Linked DNA regions of Zea mays: regions 2 and 3 are each linked to region 1. The links are chromatin contacts, called in public Hi-C maps. All regions are on one chromosome and are shown on one strand. Each heading gives the region's core, a stretch centred on a gene start, on an enhancer-like site or on the middle of the called end of the contact. The rest is flanking DNA. Distances are from core to core; before and after follow the strand shown.

Region 1 (3,079 bases), core at 423-2,922:
GGGATCTCGCCATAGGCACCGTTCCGGCACGGTGCGTCACGCGGCGCAGGTGGACGGCCAGGCGTCGCGGCTCTCCTCGTCGGGGGGAAGCGGATGCGGGACCCCCGCCGCCGCAGCGCGCTTGGGGGCCCGACCTGGGGGCTCAGGGGAAGACGACACGGACACGGGCGCTGACGGTGCCCACGGGCCGACCCCCGCAGCCGTAGTAGCGAGGGTGCGCGAGTCCGCTGTGGCGGACAACGAGCTCTCGCAGCTGAAGCAGGACAGCGCGCCGATCACGCCGCTCGGGCTCAGCGGCGGCGAGTACATCCGCGCCGCCGCGTGCTTACGCTTATTCCCGGCGATCATGCCGCCGACGTCGCAGACAAGGAAGCTCATGCCTGTCACCTCGGAGATGATCTTGGCGCACTCCGCGGTCTCGTCCTGCGATGCGTCCAATGGTTGGTAAGCAACGCGGTCTCACAACAAGAAGGATGCAGCAACCTACAGTGCTACCGCTGATGCTATAGCATTGCGCTGCGCTGACCTCGGGGGCATTGATGAGCGCGAGCAGCTCCGAGTCGTCGTCGCCGCCGCCGGCTGTGGTGAGCAATGCGGCGGCGGCCCACGCCGAGGGCCGGTGCCGAGGCCACCTCCAATCTGCCATATTTTTTTGGAATATAAAAAACAAGTCTTTGGCACGGAAATGCAACAACGCTACGTTGGCTGGAAGCCTGGAACTCGCGAGGAGAAGCACGCACCGGCCATGACCGCGAGCAGGACGGCCTCGCAGTTGCGTAGGCGCATCGCAGCGTCGGCGAGGACAGGCTGGAGGTAGGAGAAGGGCGTGACAGGGTGCATCCGCCACCCTAGCGCGGAGAGAACGAGCAGCTCCATCCGGCGCACCGTCTTGGCCTCGAACACGTCCGCGTCCGCTGCGTCAGCGTCGGAGCTGGCGGCGGCGCAGAGCTGGAGGTCGAGGAGCAGCGGCACGCGCGTTTCCTCGACCTTGGCGGCGAGCGCGACACAGGCGACGGCGGCGAGGCGCGACATCCAGGGCTGGTCGCCGAGACGGAGCGCGCCCCCGGGGAGGAAGCAGCGGTCCAGGTAGGCGGCGGACAGCGCGGAAGTGAGCGCAGAGAAGCCCAGCCGTGCCGCGGCGCGTGACGCCCAGCCGACTGCGGCCTCCCGGCCTGCCGAGCCGCCGTACCCATCCTCCTCCCCATCACCCGCCAGCACCACCCCCTCCTTGTCCCGGAGCGCCTCGAACAGCGCCGGCAGCTCGTCGTCAAGAGCCGCCGGTTGCTGCTGTCCGCGCTGGTCCTGCCACTGCTCGTCCACAACCTCGACGGGTCCTTCGTGGTACAGATCGAGGTGCTCCTCCGGGCAGTAGAGGGGGTCGAACAACGCGGCGAAAGCTGCCATGACTTATTCACTGCTAGGATAGGTAGGCCCGATGGAGAGAGCGAGCGATGGGAGAGCTCAGGCCACGGCGGCGGAGGAGGAAGATGAGAGCGGCGGCGGCGGCGGCGGCATCGCCTCTTCCATGGTGTGAGGTTGCGGCGAGGAAAAAATTCGTCCTTTTTCTCGGTCTATGCAGTGGCGTGGGTAGTGACGAGGCGAAGGCAGAGCAGAATCCGAAGTGGAGAGGAGGGAAAGCGTGGTTTTATTGAGGTTTGAGAGGAGAACAGGAGATAGAAAGAGAACGGGGAGGGAGAGGGAGGAGCGAGAGAGAGAGAGTGACACGCATGCAAAACAGCGGCTTCTTTAGTGCTGCGGCGAGCGGCGTGGTGAGGAGGGCCGTCCAGGGCTTTGATTTTTTGGGCTTCCCTCCAACATCTTTTTGGGTTCCCCAGACAGGAGCAGCGACACGCAGCAGCTGCACTGCACTCTGCACACTAGTGCCTCTCCATCCGTCTCTTGAATGACCGGTGAGTAAGGTCTTTTCGTGCCTAGCCTACTTGGTCTACTGCTCCAAACACATGGACAAACTAGCACTTAGTTGTTGTCCTAGTTCTCTCTAAATTTTTCCCATATATCATTTTTTTAAGTCACATCATAAACATTTTATCTTATTTTTTATCTTCCACACCGGTTCCCTCTATATTTTCTCCCTATACCCACTATAACTATAAAATATCATTATCTAACCATATTCATCATCTATTATCATTTTTTCTTCACTTATTAAAAAAGCACCGTACGAATGAACAGTGAATAAAGGGATGGCGGCCTCACGCTGGCTGTGGCCGTTTCCTATTCACATCTGCTGGCTAGAGGGTCTTGTAGAGGACGTCGTTGCAGCCGTGGAGGGCTCCTGTAGCCGCCAGATCAAGGGGAGGGGGCGGCCTGGCGTACGTGGCTGTTGACAGCCTTAGGCTCCAACTAGGGCTTGTACAACATTGAGCACTTTAATCAGTTTTCTGCTGACAAAAGACAGCTAAGGTCATTTCCATTGAAAGTTTTATTGCACAGTTTTCAAAAGTGACACACCAAATTTTATCTATAAAATCGTGTATCTTAAGTTTCATTTAGATAAAACCTTCTCTTCTATCATAAAACTCTATCTCTCTCATCATAAATATCGTGTTATATCATAAATATGGTGATATGTTATCTAAGTTAATAAAAATGAAACTATGATAAAACTCTCACTAAAATGGTCTAAGGGACAATAATATAATCCTAAATCTGAAAATCACACACACACACACACACACACACATATATATATATATATATATATATATATATATATATATATATATATATATATATTGTATACTAGGTGAGTGCCCGTGCGTTGCAACGGGGACATATAATACCATGATAACTTATATACAAAATGTGTGTTATACTGTTATAAGAAAATGTTATTGGTGGCAAGGACTGACGAGGATTGGGTGGCGAAGTGATGTTTAAGACAATTTTAGAACTGACGAGGATTGGATGGGATTGGCACTGATGTTCTTGCTGGTGCACATTGTGAAGCAATGGATGTTGTTGCTGTTTTGGATTCCTCTACTTCAAGTCTGAATTTGGGATTTTCAGATCCTACAACTATTAATGGAACTGAGGTTAGATCCATACCATTAGTTGT
Region 2 (3,079 bases), core at 305-2,804, 200 kb after region 1:
CTCGGCTAGTATACCAGTTTTACACTCTGCAGAGTTTGTACCCTGTACCCACAAGTCGTGCATCCCATGTCGCCAGGGTTTGCAAAGCCCTTAGACACTACCGAGGTGAATGGCTAGGGATCCACAATGAGGCCTTTACAAAGTTCCACTAGCTTCTGAAAACCTACTACAGTTTATGGGAAGAGCACTTGCAAGAATCTCTCGTCTGACCGCCATCGCAGCAAAATCAACCCGAGAACCTCCTTGCATGCAACTCCCCTACAGCCTTTGTCCCTTTCGGGTAAGGTAGTCTTCCACTAGCTTTCCTAATTAGTTAGCCAAGGGGTCCCATTCCTCCCTTGTGGTGGCACGTGTTTCTCAAGTTAAGCTCCATGTTCCAATTAAAATTTAATGATCTTGACATGAACATAAATAACATAACAGAATAATTGGAACATGGATATAATGAAATATTAATCCCAAAACCATATAAAGCAATAGCAAAACTACCCAAGTGATTCAGGGGTAAACAAGGTAAAAAGGATAAACAGACTAGGGTGACCTATTGGGTCCCATCAAAACTAGACCTATGCATTGAATAGTGATAATAAAGAATATAATATTATTGGGTAATAAAGTGGTCAAGGGCACAACTTGTCTGGCACTTGAGATTCCTGGTACCACTTGCTCTTCAAGTGACTCGTAACCTCGCTGCTAGTCGTAGCAATACAAACAAACATGGTATAGACAAAATCAACATCACACCAAACATAAGAATAAACTGCATAATAATAATCTACGCGTCGCTACGAGGTTGTGGGTTCAAGAATCACTAAAATCGGAGTTACAATTATGGAGTTATGATTTATGGGAGATCTATGTGATTTAACTATTAAACTATATTATAAGTTGATTAGTATACATCATATGAGAGACTGTTCTATAAATAATTAACTCAACATTAATCTAAGTCATTACTTGATTAAGGATCATCTTTTAGTCAAATCATAACCATAAAACCAGAATGCCATATTAACAAAGCTAATCCCAATAAACATAGATTAATCAATTAGTTACTTAATTATAGAAGTATGTGATATCGTATAATTAATGCTCCTACTGAGTAGTAAATATTTATATGAAACTAACGCAACTTGAATGGATTGAAACAGAGTTAACATGTATTAGTTATGATTTTCTGAAGTCTTTATGTGCTTGGTACAAAATTAATTGAGTGATCAATTCTAATGTGGCTTCCATGTTAAAACAAAGTTACTAGGTCATAAAAAATATAATTATAAAATTAATGCAATTGAATAGGTCAAAAATGAGTTAAAATGAGTTAGTTATGAATTAACCAAGTTTATGTAATTGTTTTCATTCTAGAAATCATTTTCTATTTTAAATCTTGTACTCCTCCAACGATTATGGACTGCGGACATAAAAATCCGAGAGCACAGGGGCCATTCTGAAAATATTAGGACTTAAGTTTAATACCTTAACACTACCCCTAGTCTGCGGGTTAATTCGTACAATGTACAAGGGCTCTTTAGCAACTCGGCAACGCGAAGAGGTACCGGGGACTCAGAGCCGTCCGATCTAGATCCGGTGGCCCAGATTAGATCTCCACTTTAACGACGCAATCTATGACAACGACCCATGGATCACAGATCCACAGTCCACAACGAACGCTACACCAGCACCATTGGTTCGAGAATCAACCGCCCAGATTTAAAATTCCTAGATCGATTCTCGCACACAAGATCCGCATCGGACGGCCGAGGCTACCCATCCATGGATCCAATCCCCACCCTTGATTTCAAAATCTATCGCTCCCCATGTGTCTTCTACCTTCTCTTGGAATACGCAAGACTGCGCCAACATCAAGTGACTCGGCCCCGTTGACTTGGAGGAGGGGGAATTCTCACCGTTGAAGGAGGCAGGGGATGGCCGACGACGAAGCGCGAGTCACGGTGCTGCGCAACCCTAGCGCAGATGAAGTTCTTCGGCTGCGGCCCAGTGCTTTGTCCATGGCGATGGCAACCCTTCTCTCCCCAATCTCACGTCGCGGACGCTCGATGTAGCCCTCTTCTTCTGACACCGTAGCGATGGCGATGGTGCTCGCAACGCGATGCGGACCGGCGACGACGCCCAACTCCGGCAACTGGTTATGCCCGCCGTGGACCAAGCCCCCGAGTAACCATGCAGACCCCCAAACGGCGAGGGCGTCGTCTAGTTTGGCCCTGCCCCGCACGGCAACTGGGAGCCGCGGCAGCGCGACCGCGAGTGACAAGAGCGGGCGCACACGAGTTGCGTCATGGAGGTGCGCGGGGCCTTACTGCAAGCAGGAGGGGACGGAGGCGCAGGTGCGCCATGGCGAGCGCACCACCGCAGTCGGCGTGTAGCAGAGGTGGCACGCGGAGGATCCAGGGCCCACCGGCTTCCACTGCGCCTAGAACGTGGTTGAGAAGACGCCCGCCGTGCGCGGTCGTGCCGACGGCCGTAGATCGCCCTCCCGGTCATAGGGGTCCACCACCATGGCTAGGAAACAAGGGAGACACGGGAGTCGAGTGCCGAGGGGAAAAGGGGCGCCCGGCTACTAGCCATGGGTTGGGCAAGGCGGCCGTGGAGTTTAGGCTTTATATCCCGAGTGGAACACGCTGATCTCGCGACAAATCGGTCAGGCGCCCGCAGTATTCACGCAGGGATCGCAGCGGCTGTTGCGAGCGTTTTGGGGAAGGAAGTACTGACAAGTCGGCCCCACAAGTCAGAGAGCCACCCGGCCAACAGCGAGGAAGCTGCGCGCACGCGTGGTTGGAGTAGGCTGCGCGGTGTGCGGCTGGCAGGTAGGGTCCGCGTGTCAGCCGGCTTTGGTGGGCGCGGGTGGGCTGGTAAGGTGAATCGGCCGGAAGTGAAGCCCAATTCGGTTCCTTATTCTCTTTTTTTCTATTTCTATTTCATATTTTCATTTCCCATTTCAAGCCTAAGTTTGATTCTGAATTTCAAACATATATTAGATGCATCAAACAGAAATCTTAGCATGACAATGCAGGTATACATTATATATTTATTTATATTGATTCCTTTGTTCATGCCACAA
Region 3 (3,079 bases), core at 310-2,809, 190 kb before region 1:
GTGACATAGATTAAACTTTAGTGAGAGAAAGCAACCACCTTTCAAAGCTTGTATGGTTGCATGGGAATTGGAGTGGATTGAGATGTAGCATGCAACAAAACAAAAATGTTCAGTTCATAGAACTCTTAGAGTCGATCGGTTTATAATTTATTCCTTCAAAAGTCGAAGAACCCCATTGAAAACCAAATACCCACCACTCCTTCCGATACGTTGTGTGAGAGAAGGGAGGTGTGGGGGAAAAAGAAAAGAGAAAAGCGAAGGGGCATTCTGGTGATTTGCAGATATGTACGGTGATATTAGGTAGGGATACAAACATCACATTATGAAATACTAGTACAATATTCACGTATTGTGATGGTACGCCATTTATATTTGATGGTACAATATATCAGTTGTGTTAAGCCAGTGTGAAACATTCTCTCTAAAAAAATTGAAATTAAAGTGGACATATGATCTATATATCATATATTAATCAGCCATATTATCTTAGCCAAAATATCGAGAAAGATGAGTTCAAAATATGACATGTCTTTTTTTTATAACTTGTTCGGTCACTTATTTTCCTTTAGCTAACGAGACTGTACTATCCTAAAATGTTGTGGGACGTGTGGCTTCGTGTCATATTGGATTTAAGTATTTTCTCACAGCCTATCTGAGAAGTAATAGACTAGTTGTTATACAAGATGCGAAGAGAGAATCGTATCTATTCCATGCGGTTCGCGCGTAGCGGGCACAAAAAAAATTGTGATTTAAACGAGTAGAGAACAGTTAGCTTGCTAATTTTAGGCACGAAGTTAAGGAGAAAAAAGAGTTCAATGAAATGATTTCTTGGATAAGAATTGTCTATACCAAAACAAGATACGAAGAGATACTGTACATTGTACATTGTAGAGGGTGTTTAGTTTCTAGGACTAACTTTTGGTCCGTCAAACAAACACTTCCGTAATCCAGCAGAAAATAAGTTATGGTAAACAAGCTGACCGTACGTACGTTTAAATGATGGAAGAATTATTAGTACTAACTCGTACCCGTAGCAATAAAACCTCGATCCATTTTATTGATGGCCGGCCGGCTGGTACAGCTCCTTCCAGCCAATCCGCGTGACTAAGGGGATGTTTGGTTTTTAGGGACTAATGTTTAGTCTCTAGATTTTATTTTATTTTAATTTTAAAATTACTAAATATAGAAACTAAAACTTTATTTTAGTTTCTATATTTAGCGATTTATACACTGAAAATGAATAAAATAAAAGGACTAAACATTAGCCCATAGAAACCAAATACCCCGTAACTAGAGAGACGTTCGATCGGAAGGCGTGAATGTACGTCTGGGATGCTCCTTGAAAGGGGAAAAAACACAAATGAAAAATACAACAAAGACGACTAGTATTATCTGTCCAAGGTGATCTGAAGACGTCCCTGTTTTGTTTTGTTTCTTTGAACTGAAGAAGCGCGTGTTCCGCTGGGGTTGGTTTGGCTTTTTAGTGCAGAGGGAGGGAATGCCTGTAGTGTGGCTAGCGATGCTGCAAGCAAGAGCAAAACCTGTTGCACGGCAGCACACGGGCTACACCAGCAGGGGAAGCTGCAGGCCACTCGCCGCGGCCTCTGCAAAGGCACGCACGGTGGGTCATTTCCTTGTATGCCCAGCAGTGCCCACCATCGACCGACGGATCAATCAGGACCTGTCTGTCGTGCAACTGCAACTGCACGCAATGCAACGCATGGTCATGTCACCAGAACATGAGACGGCAAATGATGAGCACGCCAAGGAGACGAGGAGACGCACTGTAATGGATTCGGATGTAATTAGATCCGAACTATCCGTGTTCACTTAAAATGCTAATATGTATATTTATATTCGATTTTTAATATAGATATTAAATAGATGTATCTGAATTCGATTTCTAGTTTTTTCTCTATCCGTATCAAGATTCGTATTCGACAAAATCGTGGAATATCCAATACTACCCGTGTTTGAGAAGTAAAAAAATATTACATGAAATCATTAAAAATTTATTTTATTACGAATTACTAATTACATATGTTTTTATTTTTCATAATATGGTAGAAAAATTATATACACCATCTAAATTTAAAGTATTAAAAATTTGTGTCGGACACCCAGCAATAGGGCGACCAAGGAAAGCCGGAAAAACTCCCTAAGAACGGCCCCTCCGACCAAGTCCTCCGTCGAGCAAATAAGCGAGGCGAAGCAGACAACCAAGTACTCCACCAAGCAAGTCTGCGAGGCGGAGCATACGACCAAGTCTCCCCGTCGAGCAAGTCTGCGAGGCGAAGCGGGCGACCAAGTGTCCCACCGAGCAAGTCTAAGCGTTGAGCCAGAGCCGCAAGTGTACCTCGACCCCGGCAGGTGATGAGACACGAACACAACTCTCCTGTCAGGGACAACCTCAGCATCGGAACTGGCCTCTACAGTGGCAGGTATGGAAGAAACAACAAGACAGGATGCCATATCGAATAAACCAATCCACACGCGCGAAAGGACATCGAGCCCACAATGGTGAAGGGGGACCATGCCGTATTAGTCGAGTCCTAGGCTTACACCATGGGGCCGGCCACGCATCACCATGAGTACGTCAGCCATGAACCCGCCGGAGGGACAGGAACAAGAGGACGATCAGCACTACACTAGAGTAGGGTGCGAACCCAAACCGGTACCTAAATCTTATATTATAGACCCTGTACTCTTTGGAATTGGTGCTGCAGTCCAAATGAGACCTGAGGTTTAATAAAATAAATCAGAAAATTGTTTGAATATAGAAAATAAATCCTAAAACTTAATAAATCCATAACTTCTTTGTTTTAACTCCAAATTGATCTGTTCCAGTTGCGTTGTACTCATATTAATACTGTTTACAATTTAGTAACCTTATTTTATTATGCAACATGTTGTCAAAAAACACTTAAATTGTTTAGCCTATGTTTATCAAACTAACTTGTCCAAACACAGAAACATTCAAAAAATCACATCCTTATAACCGTAGCTCTGATTTTAGTGGTTCTCGAACCTACGATCTCGTTGCAGCGCATAGAACATTATTATGCAGTGTATTTCCATG

Evidence for each region. A called contact is a pair of places that touch in the nucleus more often than the background predicts.
Region 2: a Hi-C map of endosperm shows a contact between it and region 1, with 4 times the contacts expected there. The contact joins the enhancer-like site here to the promoter of LOC100502214 in region 1. A contact is called at or near these places in 2 of 25 Hi-C or Micro-C datasets (endosperm and tassel).
Region 3: a contact with region 1 is called in a Hi-C map of tassel, with 3 times the contacts expected there. The contact joins the enhancer-like site here to the promoter of LOC100502214 in region 1. A contact is called at or near these places in 2 of 25 Hi-C or Micro-C datasets (ear and tassel).

What each region holds. Positions count from the first base shown.
Region 1 is chr7:50,883,043-50,886,121 of Zm-B73-REFERENCE-NAM-5.0, reverse strand. It overlaps LOC100502214 (cyclin10), which reads right to left and starts at 1,672. Exons shown (of 3, transcript NM_001196691.1): 1 at 741-1,672; 2 at 527-639; 3 at 1-423. The coding sequence starts at 1,404. The coding sequence ends at 37.
Region 2 is chr7:50,685,541-50,688,619 of Zm-B73-REFERENCE-NAM-5.0, reverse strand. No RefSeq gene overlaps it. Among protein-coding and RNA genes, the nearest start is that of LOC103633876, 50 kb to the left of the region's middle. Within about 2 kb of position 1,554, at least 19 of the 20 cell types and tissues checked have an H3K27ac peak or open chromatin away from gene starts, as enhancers often do. A contact at or near this core is called in endosperm and tassel, where this site is marked.
Region 3 is chr7:51,068,596-51,071,674 of Zm-B73-REFERENCE-NAM-5.0, reverse strand. No RefSeq gene overlaps it. Among protein-coding and RNA genes, the nearest start is that of LOC100502214, 190 kb to the right of the region's middle. Within about 2 kb of position 1,559, at least 9 of the 20 cell types and tissues checked have an H3K27ac peak or open chromatin away from gene starts, as enhancers often do. A contact at or near this core is called in ear and tassel, where this site is marked.